Regions from separate parts of the Mus musculus genome. Here all the other regions are linked to region 2. The links are chromatin contacts, called in public ChIA-PET and promoter capture Hi-C maps. All regions are on one chromosome and are shown on one strand. The core of a region is the stretch at or near the end of the contact, and the rest is flanking DNA. Distances in the headings are between cores, read along the strand shown. Region 1 holds the start of Ogg1 (8-oxoguanine DNA-glycosylase 1). Region 2 overlaps Setd5 (SET domain containing 5). Region 3 holds the start of Brpf1 (bromodomain and PHD finger containing, 1). Region 4 holds the start of Ttll3 (tubulin tyrosine ligase-like family, member 3).

Evidence for each region. Promoter capture Hi-C pulls out the DNA fragments that hold promoters and counts their contacts. ChIA-PET counts read pairs in DNA pulled down with a chosen protein or histone mark.
Region 1: a contact with region 2 is called in a promoter capture Hi-C map of liver. The contact joins the promoter of Ogg1 here to the enhancer-like site in region 2. A contact is called at or near these places in 20 of 39 promoter capture datasets (the 3T3-L1 cell line, 3T3-L1-derived adipocytes, the C10 cell line and 11 more), 19 of 484 Hi-C or Micro-C datasets (the AML12 cell line, the C2C12 cell line, the G1E-ER4 cell line and 9 more), 4 of 115 datasets of contacts at active chromatin or transcription factors (the 230-238 cell line, bone marrow-derived macrophages, effector CD8 T cells and 1 more) and 4 of 9 other capture datasets (adipose tissue, embryonic stem cells, liver and 1 more).
Region 3: an RNA polymerase II ChIA-PET map of memory CD8 T cells shows a contact between it and region 2, with 257 read pairs. The contact joins the promoter of Brpf1 here to the enhancer-like site in region 2. A contact is called at or near these places in 19 of 39 promoter capture datasets (the 3T3-L1 cell line, 3T3-L1-derived adipocytes, the C10 cell line and 13 more), 1 of 15 datasets of contacts at CTCF or cohesin (the NIH/3T3 cell line), 18 of 484 Hi-C or Micro-C datasets (the AML12 cell line, the C2C12 cell line, the G1E-ER4 cell line and 10 more), 13 of 115 datasets of contacts at active chromatin or transcription factors (the 230-238 cell line, the NIH/3T3 cell line, the SCID.adh cell line and 9 more) and 4 of 9 other capture datasets (adipose tissue, embryonic stem cells, liver and 1 more).
Region 4: an RNA polymerase II ChIA-PET map of memory CD8 T cells shows a contact between it and region 2, with 35 read pairs. The contact joins the promoter of Ttll3 here to the enhancer-like site in region 2. A contact is called at or near these places in 12 of 39 promoter capture datasets (the 3T3-L1 cell line, 3T3-L1-derived adipocytes, the C10 cell line and 7 more), 3 of 484 Hi-C or Micro-C datasets (Th1 cells, centrocytes and nephron progenitors), 7 of 115 datasets of contacts at active chromatin or transcription factors (the 230-238 cell line, T-cell acute lymphoblastic leukemia, effector CD8 T cells and 4 more) and 4 of 9 other capture datasets (adipose tissue, embryonic stem cells, liver and 1 more).

The regions. Positions count from the first base shown.
Region 1 is chr6:113,325,543-113,328,242 of GRCm38.p6, forward strand. Ogg1 (8-oxoguanine DNA-glycosylase 1) reads left to right here and starts at 1,434. Exons shown (of 7, transcript NM_010957.4): 1 at 1,434-1,820. The coding sequence starts at 1,684.
Region 2 is chr6:113,140,422-113,143,306 of GRCm38.p6, forward strand. All of the region lies in intron 17 of Setd5 (SET domain containing 5), which reads left to right. Among named protein-coding and RNA genes, the nearest start is that of Lhfpl4, 54 kb to the right of the region's middle. Within about 2 kb of position 1,455, at least 27 of the 459 cell types and tissues checked have an H3K27ac peak or open chromatin away from gene starts, as enhancers often do. A contact at or near this core is called in extraembryonic ectoderm, liver, memory CD8 T cells and 1 more, where this site is marked.
Region 3 is chr6:113,305,689-113,308,432 of GRCm38.p6, forward strand. It overlaps Brpf1 (bromodomain and PHD finger containing, 1), which reads left to right and starts at 1,449. Exons shown (of 13, transcript NM_030178.2): 1 at 1,449-1,649.
Region 4 is chr6:113,391,048-113,393,747 of GRCm38.p6, forward strand. Ttll3 (tubulin tyrosine ligase-like family, member 3) reads left to right here and starts at 1,416. Exons shown (of 13, transcript NM_133923.7): 1 at 1,416-1,849; 2 at 2,056-2,147. The coding sequence starts at 1,450.

The DNA of each region.
Region 1 (2,700 bases), core at 184-2,683, 190 kb after region 2:
TGAAAACAAAGTAGGTGTGTACCAGCCTGTTAATGCACATGCAACCTTGGCGTTTTTCCTAACTTAAAGTCTTGTTGGAGAGAATGCCTTCTCAGTGCCAGGCACCTGTAAGGTGACATGCCTTTAGATGAGGTAATCACAGTAAAACATGGATGCTGAGAGCCTTACAGCTACTGCTTAATGAAACTGAGACAAAAGACCCAGTTTGTTTGATGTTGGTTAATAGTGTTCTAGCAGGTGTGCTGTGCCTTTCTGTAGACACACACACACACACACTAATCAGCATCCAGCCCTGCCCTTGAGTCTGTAGTCCAATAATTTAGGCACAACCCGAAAATTTCTCTGCTTGATGGAAAATGCCCTAGTGTGTCAAACTAGTGTCCGAAGTTCATGTTTCTTTCTTTCTTTTTTTCTTTTCTTTTTTTGTTTGTTTTTGGAGACAGGGTTTCTCTGTGTTGCCCTGGCTGTCCTAGAACTCACTCTGTAGACCAGGCTGGCCTCAAACTCAGAAATCTGCCTGCCTCTGCCTCCCAAAGTGCTGGGATTAAAGTCATGCGCCATAACTGCCCGGCTGAAGTTCATATTTCTTAGCCTAAGCATTCTTTTTTTGTCTTAAAAAATTATAAATGATATAGTCCTTTTTGGAACAAGGTGGCTGGTGCTGGTTGTGTTGGTCCCTTAGGCTGCCTAGAGCCACACACTGGCATTTGGACGGAGTGAACTCCAAAGAAAGCCCATCTCTCCACGCTCGGACTGGAGCGGGTAGCTGTGCCGCAGGCTGTAGCCAGGGCGAGCAAACCTGAGACTGGCCTCTGAAGCCTGGGAAGCCCGAGATGGCGCATTCGGGGCCTCCTGACAAGACGTGGAGGGGACAGCGCTGAAAAATCACTGCCTCAGAAGAGGCTCGGTGGAGAAAGGCTTGAGCAGGGGAGGATGAGATTCTTTCGGTTTATTTCTTGAGACAGAGTCTCGCCATGAAGCCCAGCCTAGTTAAGCTTCAAACGTGCCTCCCGCCTCTGCCTACCGAGTTCTGGGACGACCGGTGTGTACCACTACGCCCCGCAATGATGTGGCTCCAGTGCGGGCCAGCACGAGAAGTTGCAGGCAGGCCCTGAGATTGCACCGAAAGCCCTGAAATGGCAGAGCCGGGTCTCTGGCAGCCAATCGCCAAGCAGCGAGGCCAGCAGGCCAACCGCTCCCACCTCACAGGCCCGCCCACTCCGGCACTCCCGAGTTCTCATTGGTGCTTCGTACTTTCTTCTCGGATTGGCTACCTCTAGGGTCAAATAAGCGGGAGCAAGGATCTACTTCCGGTGGGAGTAAACTGGGACCCGGAAGAACCATACTGGCGCGCCTTTCCAAACCTCGAGGGCTGCGCAGGAGGAGGAGGCGCGCGCCGGGAGGTCCTGGGGGCGGGGCCACGTCCGGAGGAAGAGGCGGGGCGTGCTGCACGGGAGAGCGGAGTGGGGCGTTTAGGGGTTTGGTGGTGTGCGAGAGGCTTTCCTACGAGGAGAGGGAAATTCATTCAACAGGGACTCAAATTAAAATTACACCGGACCCATAAGCTAGGACCCACGGTGCTACACTCCCGGTGTGTGTGGTCACTTGTGTGCGAGGCTTTAGGACTTGGGAAAGTCGAGTTCTGATTGGACAGTGCCGTAATGGGCTGGGGCTGCTAGCCGAATGTTATTCCGTTCCTGGCTGCCTAGCAGCATGAGACATCGCACCCTAAGCTCCAGCCCGGCCCTCTGGGCCTCTATCCCGTGTCCACGCTCTGAGCTGCGTCTGGACTTGGTTTTAGCTTCTGGACAGTCCTTCCGGTGAGTGACTGCACTTGGGAGGACTGTTCCCTAGGATGTTGACTTCTCAGTGCTGCCCACTCGGGATACAGAGAATGTTGGGAGCAATAGATGAGAGTACATTTTGGAGTCTAAGCACCGGTGGTTTGCCTTTTAACCTTCTTTAGGAAGTAGAGGTGATGACTGTGCAGGATTATGAGGACCATGCAATAAAAATCAGTGGGGGAAGCTGAGGGATGCACTCAGTAATAAGAGTGCTTGCTTTTCACGCACTTGGCTCTTGGTTCAATCCCCAGTACCGCTTCTTTTTTATTTTTAAGATGAAAACTACACCGGGGGTGGTGGCACACGCCTTTAATCCCAGCACTCGGGAGGCAGAGGCAGGTGGATTTCTGAGTTTGAGGCCAGCCTGGTCTACAAAGTGAGTTCCAGGACAGCCAGGGCTATACAGAGAAACCCTGTCTCGAAAAAACAAACAAACAAAAAGATGAAAACTAGCGGGGGGGGGGGGGGGGGCGGCTGGAGAGATGGCTCAGTGGTTAAGAGCACTGACTGCTCTTTTGGAGGTCCTGAGTTTAATTCCAAGCAACCATATGGTGGCTCACAACCATCCATAATGAGATCTGATGCCCTGTTCTGGTGTGTCTGAAGACAGGGACAGTGTCCTTACATATAAATAAATAAATAAATAAATAAATCTTAAAAAAGAAAGAAAGAAAGAAAACTAGCCGGGCAGTGGTGGCACATGCCTTTAATCCCAGCACTTGGCAGGCAGAGGCAGGCAGATTTCTGAGTTTGAGGCCAGCCTGGTCTACAGAGTGAGTTCCAGGTCAGCCAGGGCTACACAGAGAAACCCTGTCTCGGGGAAAAAGAAAGAAAAGAAAGAAAGAAAAAGAAAGAA
Region 2 (2,885 bases), core at 205-2,704:
GTTTGAGCCCACTCTGAGCTACATTAGCAAGACCCTGTCTTTTAAAAGGAAAGAATATATTGAAAGATGATATAATACAAATTTTATTTCCATATTGTTTTTTAAACATAAAATTATTATTTGAAAGAAGAAAATGTTGAAATAAACTTGTCTGTTAAACGTTAAAAAGAGCTGGGCGTGGTGGCGCACACCTTTAATTCCAGCACTCGGGAGGCAGAGACAGGTGGATTTCTGAGTTCAAGGCCAGCCAGGGCTACACAGAGAAACCCTGTCTCAAAAAACCAAAACAAAACCAAAAAAAGCTAAAAAAAAAATATTAAAATGCAGGCTAGAGTGATGACTGCCATTAAGAGCACTGGCCATTCTTTCAGAGAACCCAATTTTTAATTCCCATAACACCCATATGGTTCCTCACAGCTATCTGTTACTCTAGTCTCTAGGGATTTAATGCCCTCTTCTGACATTTCCTGGCATTGTGTGCATGTTTTACACAGGCACACAGGAAGGCAAACCACTTGTACACCTAAAGTAAAAATAGTATTTTTAAAAATTTGTGAAAAATAAAGTAGCAGTGAAATATCAATAAGTGTCAGGAGTAAAACCAGCTCCAAGTGGAAAGGAAAAACCTTGAATAAGAAGCGTGTTCATATCTAGAACTGAGGGGATGAGGTACACAGTCACAGAGAAGGAGGGGAAAGAATCTAGAAGAAGGAAAACAAGAGCCCTGTGCTTTGTACACCCAGCACCCTCCCCATTCTAAAACATTGCTATCCACCTTGTTTTGCTGAAGCAGCTCCATTTATATATCCTAGCATAGCATAGCCCACGTCTGTTTTCTGGGCCTCAGTTGTTGATAGTCTGTATATTGAGAACTTTCCCTTTTCCCCAGTGCCTGGTACAGAGTCCTTGTCATAGCTGCTATCATCACTTTCATGTTACCCTTCACACCATCACCTCAAGAGCTCACTCTCCAGTTCCCATGTGTTAGAGAGGTATTACCTCAGCAAAATGTTCTGTCCTATGAAAGTCACAGAAAAAATACACATATACATGGTATTGGGGTGGGAGGGTGCTTTGTTTGTTTTGTGATCCAGTAAGTACAATGGATTTTTAACTCTGTTAGATGTGTGCAGGTGTATAACAGTCACTTGAGAGGAACTGATCATAGTTCACAGGTATACCCCTAAAGCTAGTAAGAGAATAAAGAAAAGAAAGATTATAATCAGAGGAAGTATGGGGTGAAGAAACAGAGTTCCTCTAGGAAGAATAAGGAGTAGGTTGTGCCCCACCATAAGAAACACTGTGAGCCCTCTAAAATGATTCACCTAATTCTTTCCTGAGTTCTAATTGAGGTGTTCATTGATAGCATGAAACATTATAAGTCCTTTCTAAGGTACCAGGAAGCATTTAGCTGAACTAACCACTTTGTGGAAGTGAGTTCTGCAGTTAAACATTTACCATATGCATAAACATTAACCATCCTCACCACCAAATCCCTCCCTAAAAAGTGTGGCAAACAGCCATGCTTATCGTTACTTTCTGTTTTGCTTCTTGACTCTGAGAAGATAAATAACAAGATACTTTTTCCTCCTCTAGAACATCTCCTCCCCTGAGGGTTCCCCTGCACATAGGCCTAAGCCCCTGTCACCAGAGGTAGTTACCATACCATCTCAATCACATGCAGGCTGAGAGTGAGTGCACAAGGGTGGTCCTGAATTGGGGGGTGAGGGGGCTGGACTGGAGGGTGGCCTCTCATTCACAGCAAATAGAGTGGATCTTATATAAAAACTGACTGCACAGGACCGTGGGGAAATGAGTAGCTGTTTTTATGTTGTGGGGTTGCTTTTGTTGTCATTTGGGAGAAGGAATGGCTGAAGAGTTTCATTAAAGAGAATCTTCAGAGGATGTAGATTCTATGTGCATGAGAGCATTGTTAGAGAAAGTCATGAATAACATCCTCCTGTTAACAAGGAAACTGGAGTTGGTCGACACTGTCTCAGTATCATGTCAGCAATGTATAATTGGGGTTAAACTGACAGCTCACACGGCTGGGTGTCTGGGCTTTGGGTGACAGATGAGCAGCTTCCTTTAGGGAATCCAGCGTTCTCTGGCTTTCCTTCATTTCCTCTGGAGTGCCTAGTTGGGTGTAAGTATGTAAGGAAGCTTAAGCCCAAGCTCTGGGTTACAAACCTTCTCTTGTGCAGAGGCTGGGATACAGTTTGTGTGCAGTGATTTATACCTCTTAGGATACCAATTTCAGTACTTTGCTAAGAAACCCTCCTACCCTAAAGATCCAAAATCATGATTTCAGTGTTAGCAGTTATAATAAGCTTTAGACATGTAATTAATTATTAACCCTATAAATCTACATGGAGCTTTTTTTCTCTGTACCTTTTCAAAATTAACTGGCCTTTAGTCTCACTTTCCAAAATAATTAGGGCCCTACTCCCTGACTAATCACCAAATTCTCAGTCAGTAGGATATTCTGTAGATCATCATGAAACTGAAAAGATTATATTCCACTAGTTTATTGTTAACTTCCTGAGTATTGTGAGTCCATCTTGTTGGGAAAGTATAGATTGCTCTGTCTTGGGTTGCTAAAGATTCAATATTAGAAAGGCTTTGATAACTGATCTGTCTAGTTAAGGGAATGTTGGTGTTAAGCGATACAGATAAGCAGTAATGGGTCGGTTTTATCACTGGTGCATTTCAGCCTTTGATATGCTTTTTGGCGGTAGGCTTTAGCAGTTCTTTGATAGATTGATAGACAGCAGAGGACACGGAATTGAACAGACAGAATGTTGCATGAGAAACATAATCCAAGGTACAAGTAAATAAGGAATGGATTCGTTGCAACCTTTAATGCTATTCTCCTAGTGAGTAAT
Region 3 (2,744 bases), core at 199-2,698, 170 kb after region 2:
GACCTGGAACTCATAAGCAGTTGGAGCAATCCTAATTCAATCCTCTTGAGTGCTGCGATTACTGGTTTATTCTGAATTTTCTGGATGAGTATAATAGCTTGTATTTTCTTTGTGCATGCGAATCTTATACAACAGACACTGTATTAGGCAATTTACAGTCTTCAACTCTCTTAATCCTTATCATAACCCCGGGACAGAGGGACTATATATTATCCCCATTTAATAATGAGAAACTCCGCTGCAATAAGCCATTTCTTTATAGAAACCACCGATTTTACGCCAGACCCCCCCTTTTGACCAGGAAACAACTTGGAGTGCTGGTTTTATTGGCATTTCTCGGGGGAAACGTGTCATAAGAAAACGTGCACTTTAGGGAGCTGAATACCAAGTCCGCATGAAAATAAACCGCGTTCTCAGTGACTCTAGCATCTTGGAAGACTATCATACTCTTCAGTGACAAAACTACAAGCACTGCTTGACAATGATGATCCCTGACATCCAAATTCTCTGAAACCCCCAGGAACTGACAGAATTTTCGAGTTCCAGGTTTACAATTGAAGAACCCAAAGAAGAATTTCCCACGATCACACTTGAGGTGTCAGTCATATTCAATGGGCTGTGTGTTTTGATACCGTCTTCCAATCAGCTACCGGTAACCTTGTAGTCCAGCGCTGCCAATCTGAGTCCTACAGTTTTACTGGAATGCACTGGAACCTCCCCAAACTCAGTTCCCTCATTAGGGCCACGCCTCGTCACCCTTCAGTCTCACATTTCAGCGGAAGCCCCGCCCCTTACGTTCCTAAGTCCCGCCCTTACCCTGCAGCACTGTGGTGCGCTTTCCCAGCTGTAGCTTCATCCCTAGTTTAGCTCCACCTTCCAGGCTTACCCAAAGCTCCGCCCTTCGTTACTTGGGCCCCTCGGGCCCACTCTTCCGGCTGCGGTCGTCGCATCAGGGCACCGCTTTCCCGCAGCTCCACCCCCTAAACACAAGCCCCTCCCGCGCCGGCCTAGTCTTCCCACGTCGCCCCGCCCCTGACCATATCTGCGGGCCTCTGCGGCTCCCTTGCGTTCGTCCGGCTCTAGGCCCTGCCCTCAACTCCGCCCCACCCGGCGCTCCCGCCCCGTTCCTCCCAGTCGCCTTCCTCGGAGACCAAGGCCAGGTCCCTACCGCAGCAGTCGCGCCAGCAGGAGGGAGGGAGCAGGCGGCGGCAGAGGGGGAGGGGAGAAGGGCGGGCTCCTCACGCCCAGCCTCGCGCTGCCTGTCCGTAGTCGCAGATTCGCCACAAACGGCCCGAGGACTCAGACTCCCCAAAACTGAGCTTTCGCTCGCCAGAAACTCCACTTAGAACATGGAGGCGCTTGCTGAGCCCTTTAAGGTGTCCAGAGATCTTTTTCAGACCGACAGGTTGGTCTCAAGCTCCTCAGTAGACCGGCGAGGAACCGTGGCGAAAGTGCGTCTATACAGCGCCACGGGACCACGTTTACCCTGGCGGACGCCGTCGCCGTCGCTGCTGCTGCCGCCGCTGCCACAGCCTTTGCCGCCACGGTCTCGCCGCTGCTGTTCCTGTGCCGCCTCCAGGAGCCCCCCCATTGTCCCGGCGGCACCGGGTTCCCAGGCCAGAAGATCCAAAAGCTCGGGAAACGCGAAGGTGCTTGCGGAATTGCGACGCTGGGGCACCGGCGGGACCAGGAGTGGCAGGGGTCAGCGCGGGAAGCCGGGGGAGCCGGGCCAGAGAGTGCGGGGCAGGAGCCGGGGCGGCCAGCTTCGCTTCCGAGAGTTCGGGTTTCCCCTTCTCGGCCCGTCTCTCATCGCCGGCCTCCCACACGGGGTTGGAGCCCCGGCGGGCGCCCCCGGCGATGAGCCCAGACTGGAGGTGGCCGGTGAGTACGGGCCGGGGCCGGGAGGTAGTGCCAGTGGAGAAGGGGCAGCCCTGGCGAGGCGCCTTAGGCTCCTCCTGAGCCCCTGGAGCAGGGAGAATTGACATGCCATTCGTTCGTGGGGAGCGTCCGCGGCAGCAGTGTTCCCTTTGAGGCTGCCTGGGCCAGAGGCAGAAGGGAAACCTTGTTTGACTTGTTACACTTTGACAAAAGGGAAGCGGCGCAGCATCCGGGAGATTGGGCTCTAGCCCCGCGGGCCTTGTCCCACCCCTTACCCCTTACTTCCTTCTGCTCCTGGAGTTCCCGGGAGTAGGTGCTTCCGCCATATCCAAGGGCCCCAGGGCTTTCAGAGCTAAGTTCTGGACACCTTCGTGCCTCTGACGCCAGGTCCCTTGGGGCACTGTGCTAGTTCGGGAACCAGGGCAGCAAAGCCAGAACGGCAGCGTTCACCAGGGACCCGGCTTGGAAAGTGTTGAGCTTGTTTGTACCTATAATTGGTTTTGTGTTTAAAGGCACAGCAGCAGGTAGGAAATAGAAGTGAGTTGGAATTGAATGTGTAGCTTGGCTGACTTGCTGTCGATAGATGGACGAGAGCTGCCCATTCTTGTAGTTAAGCCTCAGGAGAAGGAAGGAAAGGCTGAGAGTTAGTGTTTGTCAGGGAGGTTAGGCAGGCCCTGCATTGGTGGTCCTAGGCACTAGTTCAAACTAGTCCTGAGAGAAATTGGAGCGGTACCAGACTAAGCTGGGCTCCCTGGGGTTTGGTGCCATCTGCTGTCTCTACTCACCCAGAAACTGAGGTGGGGGAGGGTTAGCCTTTGAGAACCTTGGAACATAATGCCTAGATTTTTGTGATCATGTTTGTGTCC
Region 4 (2,700 bases), core at 166-2,665, 250 kb after region 2:
CTTGAATAGACACTGGTAGAATTGACCTCTAAAACTCCATTTGATGCTTCTGAGCCTCCTTCCCCCCCAACACACACACAGCAAGCTCAAGTGGCTGAACATGTAGCTCAGTTGCTAGACTGCCATGAATTCTATCCCAACACAGGCATGGGCGCAGTCTAGTTGAAAGTCTGCCTAGGGTAAATGAGACCCTGTCTCAAAGGTGTTGGAATCAGAACTCTGGACTGGGCTTGGCTGTGCTGAGACAAGTTTTGTACTGACTTGGAGTCCTGATGTTTACATTTTCTGTGAGTTCCTTGGTCACTTACAGACTTGGCCAGAGTGAAGCATAACTTCTGCGTCTTTCCATTTCTTCAGTTGGTAAAAGTGATTTATTTTTACTTTTTCCAGTTAGTGGAAGAGGCGGAATGTGCTCTGACCCTTATCTTTGTCATCCTATACACAACCTTGGCTTTATTATTTATCCCCAAAGACTTTACGCCACCTGCAGCCAGGCCTGCAAGGCTTATCTGCTGCCCTTACCAGGTCCAAGCCTCACCAGCTGCCTTTAATTTCTCCAAGAAAGATTCCCAGCCTCTAGTTGGCATGATGGTACACACCTTTAATCCCAGTAGAGACAGGCAAATCTCTCTACAGACTGAGTTCCTGGACAGATGAGACTACAGAGAGATCTTGTTTTGAAAACTAAAAAGAAAAAGATCCTTCGCCACTATGGGGCAGTTGCTGAGACTCTATAAACATTCACTGCTAGAATGTGCTTCCATCTCTTTCCTTGGTGGTTCCTATCGCCTTTGCATTTCTGCCTTCAGCTTAACTGAGAGGATATGCCTGACTACCTTACCTTCAAGAAGACCTTTCCCAGTTTCAGCTCACTGCTTTTCCCCTGTGCTTAAACCAACACCTTTTCTTTTCTTTTCTTTTCTTTTCTTTTCGAGACAGGGTTTCCCTGTATAGCCTTGGCTGTCCTGGAACTTACTTTGTAGACCAGGCTGGCCTCGAACTCAGAAATCCACCTGCCTCTGCCTCCCAAGTGCTGGGATTAAAGGCGTGCACCACCACCGCCCGACTTTTTATTTCTTTTGCTGGCTTTCTCCACACTCTGTAAGCTCTGTGAGATTGGGGTCCACTTGACAGCCCTTACCCCGGAGCCTCAGTGTGTGAGCCAAAGCACAGATAAGGAGCTCTGATGGTTTGCCCGAGTGCTTGGTTCTTCCATCCTCAGTGCCTGGCAAATCAAGAGTATGTGGCAAGTAAGGTCCAGAGCCAAGATCACTACGAAAAAAACCTTATTCGACTTCCCTAAGGCCACCACGCAGCTATCGAGGCCTCCACAGAGTCTGATTGTGCCTGGGCAACAGTCTCCTAGGAGACGGGAAACAAGAGGACGGGGCCCGAGAGGGCGCCAGGGCTGAGGCGCACTGTGGGGCACTGCGAGCTGGCTAAAGGCGCATGCAGGGTGTCAGCTCGGCGCTTCTCCTGAGCGCGGGGCAGCTGGGGCCCGGGGCCGCCTGGTACCGCCAGGAGGGCAGCTCCGAGTGTAGCTGGCTCCGGAGGTCGCAGCCATCCGAGCTCCGCACCAATTTCTCGTCCCGCTGGCCCTGGCCGCGCAACTCCGAGTCCCGGCGGTCTGAGAGGCTACAATGGCCTGGTCCCGCCTCCGCCAAGCCGGAGGTGGCGAGCTGTGGCGACAGCCGTCGGGATTACAGCTCATTGCCTGCGCGCCACCTAAGCAGCGCTCGCGAGTCGTCCATGCCCGGTGCTCTGGGCACTGTGAACCCCCAACCCGTCCGCACCCTGGTCCCCCCGACCCTGGATGAGCCCCTTCCTGATGCCCTACGGCCGCCTGATGGTGAGGCGCAGAGTGGCCCACCACCCCTGACACCCTATCGGCTTCAGGCAGAGGCCGCGAGGGTGGAAGGGATGGGGAATCTGCAATGCATTGGAGGTTGGGCGTCTGGATATAGGGTGGGGACAAGGGAGGGCGGGCACCTGAAGTCAGAGAAGTCCCTGGGCCAAGCCTCTAGCTTTGTGTTCCTGCTCTGCATCTCTCTGCAGATTCCCTACTCCTCTGGCGAGGACTCACCAAGGGACCTAACCACATGGGCCGACTCAGAAACGCCAAAATCCACGTAGAGAGAGCCGTCAAGGTTGGAGGGGATGGAGTGGTGGTGGTGGTGGTGGTGGCGGCGGCTACACTTACTAGTTTGTCATATCCTTAAAAAATAAATCCATAAAAGACAAACACCCACACACCCCTCTGCATTTGTATGCTTCTGTAAGTGACCCCCACCTCCATCCTCAGCCTTTCCTCAGAGCCATAGTCTTGGCTGAATTGTCACTACTCGGGGATCTTCTCCCTATCTCCCTCAGCCCCTTTCCCTGCCTTCTATCCCATTCCCACTGAGAAATTACTATCATCTTCTACCCTGGTGCCCAGCCAAGTCCTTGAAACCATTAAACTGCTTTCTCCTATTGGAATATTTATTACCTTGTGTTACAAATGGGCCCCACATCCCACCCCTGGCTGAATGGCTGGCTGGCTGGCCACACTGGTTTCCCTTGCTTGCTCCTTGGTCTCTGCCTCTTAAGATTTTCCAGATGTTCATGATCCCCTGGGTCCCTCTCCACAGGCCTCTCTCCTTGAGCTTGGGAGTCCAAGGTCACACTATGCCCTGTACTACTCTTTTTTTGCCTCCAACC